Regions from separate parts of the Mus musculus genome. Here region 1 is linked to region 2. Evidence: chromatin contacts called from public Hi-C data. All regions are on one chromosome and are shown on one strand. Each heading gives the region's core, a stretch centred on a gene start, on an enhancer-like site or on the middle of the called end of the contact. The rest is flanking DNA. Distances are from core to core; before and after follow the strand shown.

What was found. Hi-C and Micro-C count contacts between places; a contact is called where the count stands out from the background.
Region 1: a contact with region 2 is called in a Hi-C map of liver, with 2.4 times the contacts expected there. The contact joins the enhancer-like site here to the promoter of Gpr182 in region 2. A contact is called at or near these places in 14 of 39 promoter capture datasets (the 3T3-L1 cell line, 3T3-L1-derived adipocytes, the SN4741 cell line and 8 more), 1 of 15 datasets of contacts at CTCF or cohesin (the NIH/3T3 cell line), 12 of 484 Hi-C or Micro-C datasets (the G1E-ER4 cell line, colorectal tumor organoids, embryonic stem cells and 3 more), 18 of 115 datasets of contacts at active chromatin or transcription factors (T-cell acute lymphoblastic leukemia, bone marrow-derived macrophages, cardiomyocytes and 11 more) and 3 of 9 other capture datasets (adipose tissue, embryonic stem cells and liver).

What each region holds. Positions count from the first base shown.
Region 1 is chr10:127,814,000-127,817,557 of GRCm38.p6, reverse strand. Rdh16 (retinol dehydrogenase 16) reads right to left here. Exons shown (of 4, transcript NM_009040.3): 4 at 1,719-3,558. Among named protein-coding and RNA genes, the nearest start is that of Rdh16, 15 kb to the right of the region's middle. Within about 2 kb of position 1,462, at least 7 of the 459 cell types and tissues checked have an H3K27ac peak or open chromatin away from gene starts, as enhancers often do. A contact at or near this core is called in kidney, liver and trophoblast stem cells, where this site is marked.
Region 2 is chr10:127,750,300-127,753,929 of GRCm38.p6, reverse strand. Gpr182 (G protein-coupled receptor 182) reads left to right here and starts at 2,132. Exons shown (of 2, transcript NM_007412.2): 1 at 2,132-2,330; 2 at 2,834-3,630. The coding sequence starts at 2,850.

The sequences.
Region 1 (3,558 bases), core at 213-2,712, 64 kb before region 2:
TCAGCCCAGCCTTTTCTTTTTTATATTAACAACAGGCAGGAGATGTAACCTCCCCCGCCCCCAGCTTGAAATCTGGCTGATCAGGTTTGACTGTTAGCACAAGGAGAGCATCAGGGGTGGAGCCAGCCACCCTATCGGTCTGCCACTCCCACAGCTGCTACCTGCTGCCTAGCTGTTCAGGAGACACGTGGTCACCTGAAACTGGACTCCAAGGATGATTTGGTCGGAATGGGCCCCTTCCCCTTCTTCATAACCCAGTGTCTCAGAATAGTAAAATTGAACCTTGATCAGACTGATGTCTTGATTTTATTCTTTCTCACGCCGCCTAGTTCCCTCTTCTCTTCCAGGTTCCAAGTTGCCTCCCAGGCTAGAACCCAGACATGTGGGCCACTGGCCAGCCTCAACAGAGGACCATGGTTCTATCAGGAAGAGGTGCAATAAGTGATTTATTACAGTTCTTCCTTAAGGTCTGGGCCTTGGTTATCAGTGGTTTATCTGTGAATCTAAAGCTGGGCCACTCTCCCTACAAGCGGGCAAGCTGCCCATGGGTCTGCTCTACATTTGGCCTTCTGTTCCTTCTCTCCTGTGCCTGATTCTGTTTAAATTATGGCTGATATTCCTTGTCATCCTGCCTCCACTTCTGTCTCTGCTCCTGCGTGTGCAGAAACTAATAGGACATTTGTCATGGGGCTATTAGCACACATGTCCGCAGAATCCTAGCTCTGAACTGCATCTTGCAAAATGTAGTACTAGGCTTTCTTGACCAAAGTTCGTGCAGATATTGGTGCTGTTGGATCTTGTCTCGCTTCAACAGTGAGTTCACTAGAGCATACCTTCTTTTTTTTTTAAGGCATGAAAATCTTTATTTTTAAAAAGAGACTGTATTTTTACATAAATATACAACAGAGTTCAACTGTAGAAAAAATAAACTATACTCGGGGAAACTGTGCTCAACATGGCAAGCAAGTTCCCTCCCTCAAGAGGAGGCCGCACACCAGGCCACACCTGGAAGGACCTTACTACCCTCCAGAAACCCCAGCAACATGCCCACAACATTGACCAGAACCCAGGTACATCTATCCAACAGACCCCAGATACCTTCTATGGACATTTCCCGATCCTCTCTCCTACAGTTCTCTCCTTATCAACCCTGATAGTGGTGGACACTCTTATTGAATCAAGGTCTTCTGGAAAGCAGGAGGATCTAGATAGGACCCTGGAATTTTTGGGTAAAGTCAGAGAGAATAGGAAAGTGGATGTGGGTCTGTTGCATGAGCCACAGGGCTGAAGAGAAAGTCTCAGGACATGTTGTTGATTCATGGAGGTCCCTCAGTCCATCCATCCATCTATCCTTAGATTCTCACACAAGCCAAAGGACAGTTCCCAGCTGTTCCTCTACTCTGTCCTGAGGAGGGTGGGCTGATCTCATTCCTGGCCAAACCATGTGAATATTTAACAAGACAGCTCTTCTGATCTCTGGGCTATTCTGATCTGCTGAGGTAGATGGGAACAAAGCCATCTACTGGGACCAGGAGTCCAGTTCAGCCAGGTTAGGAAACACTTTCTCCCAAAAGGCAGTGTACCCCACCCAACCAACACTTTCTTCTTCATGCATAAAGGGGAGCAGAGGAGCCTAGAGTCAGTGCTAACTAGGGTGGAAACAGGCCCACTGTCAAACCCATTCCTTGACTTGGACAGATGCCACAACTGCTCAGTCTGAACTAATAACCAGAATTTTATTGTATTCTAATAGTTGAAGATCTCAGGTTGGAGGGATGGGTCTTGGTTGGGTACAGTGCAATTCTCATGCATGATTGAGTGAAACATCCTCTTGTGCCAGCCTGAGTCATTCTATGTCCCTCTGAGTACACTGGCTTCTAAGAACAACAACAAAAAACTGGGTGAGGAGGAAAGGGGAAATGTTGCAGGCATCCTGGGATCACCTTACAGAGTACTTCCTGCTAATTACACATGGTTCTGTCTCATCATGATGTTCTTGAGTCTCTACCCATACTTGGGGCTGTAGATCTGTCCTGGGTGCTGCCCCTTCCCCTGTGAAACCATCACGATGCTCCAGAGTATACTGAGAAAGGTCCAGCCTCCTGACCTTCTCACAGGGCACAACATGCAGAGATGCTGTTGATGTACTACAGCATGATTTATGTAGTGATGAAGACAGTAAGGCTAGAGCTTACAAGGTCATGGTAAACCTGCCATGCAGTGAGACATCTCAAAATAAAATGAAACAAGATGCAGTATCAGTACATGGTTTGAAGAAATGAGTCCAAAATCAAGAATGCTTCCTGCTGTTCAGTATAACCCAAATTCATTTCCTGACAGCCATATTGTATGGCTGAAAGCTTCTTTCCATTTTTCTTTTCTTTTCTTTTTAAAAATTTATTTATTTTATATATGTGAGTACACAGTCGCTATCTTCAGACACCAGAAGAGGGCATCAAAACCCATTGCAGGTGGTTGTGAGCCACCACGTGGTTGCTGGGATTTGAACTCAGGAGCTCTGGAAGAGCAGTCAGTGCCCTTAACTGCTGAGCCATCTCTGCAGCCAGCTAAAAGTTTCTTGTAACCAGCAACCCTCATCTTTCTTCTCATCTCTGAGGTGCTCCCACACATGGAACACACAGGTAAACACACATATGCTCAATGGTCCTAAAAAACTCAAAATAACATAGGTAAAATGAATGACCAGGCAACTGATAGGGTAGAGGAATTTCTATTTTCATTAATCCAGAAATTATTGTATATTTACAAGTTTCTCCTGCGTCCCCTCTTCCCCCACATTTCTACTGAGAGAAGAGGAGTCAGGCATCTATGGGAACCCCTTCCCAGGGCAAGTCTGTACTTAGCCCAGGATTCTCTGTCTCTTCCACACATGATTTCACTGCACAGCCTACTCTTAAACCTCACCAACCTAGCAGCAGGCAGAGCCAGCTCTCAGAGGCCATGAGAAGTTCAAGACCCTTATTCTTTTGAAAAATGTCCAATATGAAAGACTAGTGTTGAGAAGGATACTCTCTACATGGTCACATAGTGATTCTACAGGAAAAAGACTTGTGAAACTGAGGCCTACAGGTAAATTCTGTCCATGGACTTGCATGCACAGTCTTCTGCCTTATGTGTTATTATTAAGTTTTGAATGGAGAGCAGTTGTTCCCACCTCGGTAGCTGGAAGGGATGAGACAGTCAAAGAAAGCCTGCTGGCCTGTGCCAATCCTTCTCAGGACATTCCCCTTAGCTCTGTGTTCCAAACTTCACTAAAGGATAAAGCCATACTTCAAAACGCAGAGCAACAGAGATCACCTCATATTACCTTTAAAAATAAGAAGTGTCAAAAAAAAAGGAAAGAAAAGAAAAAGAAAGAAACCCATAATTTCAATACAAATGAAAAATTGGTGTCTCCGTACTCTGCTAGGTTTCACCACCAGGAACTGAACCTTCCACCCAGAGCCTGGCAACCTGACACCAGGGAATGGGTGCTGGCATTATTAGTAACTCCCTCAGACCTAGTACCTTGGACAGAGGTGATTTCAGAACAGGGAT
Region 2 (3,630 bases), core at 883-3,382:
GGGCAGCAGAGGAAGACCAGGGTGGCCTGTAGGGAAGGAAGCCGTGGGGCCTGAGTTTACCTGTATCTCAAGTGCTGGGGGAAAGCAGAGACAGGAGGATGCCAGGGACTTGCTGCTCATATGAGAGGAGAGGTACAAGTCCAGTGAACTAACTACACTGTCAAAAGTAAAAAAATATAAACAAGCAAACAAACAAATGGGGCAAGGTTGGAGAGATGGCTCATCAGTTGAGAGAGCCCAATGTTCTTCCAGGGGACCTGAGATGGGTTGGACACATCCACGTGGAGTGGCTCACAGCCACATGGAACTCCAGCCCCAGGGGATCTGAAACCCTCTTCTGGGCTTCAGGGGCCCTCCCAAACATGTAGCATGTACATGCACAGACATGCAAACACCTACAGTTAGAAATAAAGCCTTTAAAAACATGTAAGTAAATAAAATGAAGAGCAATAGAGATAGTTGACACAGTTGACACTGATCTCTGGCCTCTGCAGACACACCTGCACGTGCACACGCGCGCGCACACACACACACACACACACACACACACACACACACACACACACACGAGGCGGGGGGTGGGGAGAGGGAGTGGGAAAATGAGGGAAAGAAGAAGACCCAAAAAATGTCTTGACTTTCTTTTGCTGACATCATGACCACAAGCAACTTAGGGAGGAAAAGGTTTCTTTGGCTTATGTTTCTCTAGTTCATCACTGAAGGAAGTCAGGACAGGAACTCAAACAGGGCTGGAACCTGGAGGCAGGAGCTGGTGCAGAGCAGAGGCTATGGAGGGGCGCTGCTTCCTGGCTTGTTCATCAGGACTTGCTCAGCCTGCTTTCTTATAGAACTCAGGACCACCAGCCTGGGGATGGCACCACCCACCCACCATGGGCTGAGTCCTTCCCCACTGGTCACTAATTCAGAAAATGTCTTAGAACCAGATCTTATGGAGGCATTTTCTCTGTTGAGGCTAGTTTGCGTCAGCTAGCCTGCACAACATGTGCTGAAATGCCATTGAGCTGTTCAGAGAATTTGGGGGCTGGAGAGATGGCTAAGCATCTAGGAACATTTGCTGCTCTTTCAGAGGACCTGAATTTGGTTTCCAATACCCGTATGGAGTGACTCACAACTGCCTGTAACTCTGGCTCCAGGGATCTAACACCCTCTTCTGGACTCTTAGCATACACAAGGCATACACAACACACACTTACACATTCATACACACACAAAAAACAAACAAACAAGCAAACAAACAAATAGGAAATCTTTAAAATGGCTAATATTGTTATGAGGATCTCAGTCATATCTTTAATCCCTTGCAGTTGGCACACCCTTGTCTGTACATCCTACCAAATGCAGATTCAGGTCCAGACGGTCAGCCGTGTGCCATGTGCCTGGTGTAAAACAGCCGAACTCTGGGCCCCAACATGTTGAGAAGCTCCCCACATCAGCAGACCTTTGATTCCAAAATGGAAGTTCTGGGGGTGGGGGTGGGGCAGGGGGTTGTAACCATGAAAGGGGACACATTGAAGCCCGGAGTGACTGCAGTGTGGTTTTGTCCTTGTCACTGCAGACACACACGGGAGAGAGACTCTAAGCCATCAAGAGAAATGAAAGCATGCATTTCTGTATTCATATAAGAAATTGGCCCCGGGGGCTGGAGAGACAGTTAAGAGCACTTGTTGCTCTTGCGGAGGACCTGGGTTTGGTTCCCAGCTCCCACGTGATGGCTCACAACCATCCACAGCTACAGTTGCAAGAGATCAGACTTCCTCTGACTTCCTCGGTGACCAGGCACAAATGTGTTACTTGTATGTACATGTGGGCAAAATAAACTCACACACATAAAATAAACTTTAAAAAAATAAAAACAAAGAAAAAAGAAATTTGCCATGAGATCTTGTTTTATTTGTTGTTGTTGTTGTTGTTGTTGGGTTTTTTGGTTTTTTGTTTGTTTTGTTTTTGTTTTTTTGGTTGCCCCATTTTGCAGAGGTGAGAAGAACCGAGACTTAAGGAGGCTAATCTGTACGGCTACTGAGTCTGGGTTTCAATGCTCGCAGCTTGGCCATCTCCCCACTCCCACCCCTGACACATACACACACTGTCAGTCTCTCGGATGTCCGTCCCCTTTGACTGGATTGGGAGGATACAGGAAAAACCCCAGCCCTCTCCCACAGAGCCTCAGCAAGTGACAGCTACTTCCTGCAGGCAAGCAGAGCTGCCTGGAGCCAGCAGCAGCGCCTGCTCCGCAAAGCTGCCTCTGCAGCCTCCTGGCACTAACAGCCCCATCCACAGGCTCCCCGGGACAGGTGCTCCCAAGAGAAATCCAGGTGAGTGCTGAACTCTCCCTGGGAAGATGACAGTCAGGGACTGGAGACAAATGGCTTTCCCATGGGATCCAAAGATTTTCCCAGGGGCAGCTCAGAGGTGTGAGGGGTGGGTGGGTGTCTGTCTGTGTGTCTGTGTATCCCAAACCTATGACCAAATAGCAAGGCAGAACAGGAACCCCTAATGGAGATTGCACTAAATTAGTAAAATCTCAAGAGGGAATCAGAATTAGAGACCACTGGGGATGCTAGTAAGCTGGAATTGCTGGGAAGAAACCTTGTTGGGTACAAGTAACACCAATTTTCCTACAAAATGTCTGTTCTTGGGTCAAACTAACGCAGACATAATCTGAGTCCTAAACATGCTTTTCTCACCTTCCCTCAGCCAGAGAGTTCCCCCAGGCCCCTGAGGCCTTTTAGTTGGAGGTATGGGGGCAGACAGAGGCTGCCTTCTCAGGGACTCTCTCTCTCTTTCTTCTTTTCCAACCCTCTCTTCTGTCCAACAGACCCAAGTTGGCCCTCATGTCAGTCATACCCAGCCCCAGGCCCGTCTCCACCTTGGAACCGGACAATGATTTTAGAGACATCCACAACTGGACAGAGCTGCTCCACCTCTTCAACCAGACCTTTACCGATTGCCACATAGAATTCAACGAGAACACCAAACACGTGGTCCTCTTCGTCTTCTACCTGGCCATCTTCGTGGTAGGCTTAGTAGAGAACGTCCTGGTGATATGTGTCAACTGCCGCCGTTCAGGCCGGGTGGGGATGCTGAACCTGTACATCCTCAACATGGCCATCGCAGACCTGGGCATCATCCTGTCTCTGCCTGTTTGGATGCTGGAGGTCATGCTGGAGTACACTTGGCTCTGGGGCAGCTTCTCCTGTCGCTTCATTCATTATTTCTACCTTGTCAACATGTACAGCAGCATCTTCTTCCTGACGTGCCTCAGCATTGACCGCTACGTCACCCTCACCAACACCTCTCCCTCCTGGCAGCGCCACCAGCACCGAATACGGAGGGCCGTGTGCGCAGGCGTCTGGGTCCTCTCCGCCATTATCCCACTGCCGGAGGTGGTGCACATCCAGCTGTTGGATGGCTCCGAGCCCATGTGCCTCTTCCTAGCACCTTTTGAAACGTACAGCGCCTGGGCCCTGGCAGTGGCCCTGTCGGCCACCATCCTGGGCTTCCTACTGCCTTTTCTTCTCATCGCAGTGTTCAATATCCTGACAGCCTGCCGGCTTCGGAGGCAAAGGCAGACGGAGAGCAGGCGCCACTGCCTGTTGATGTGGGCTTACATAG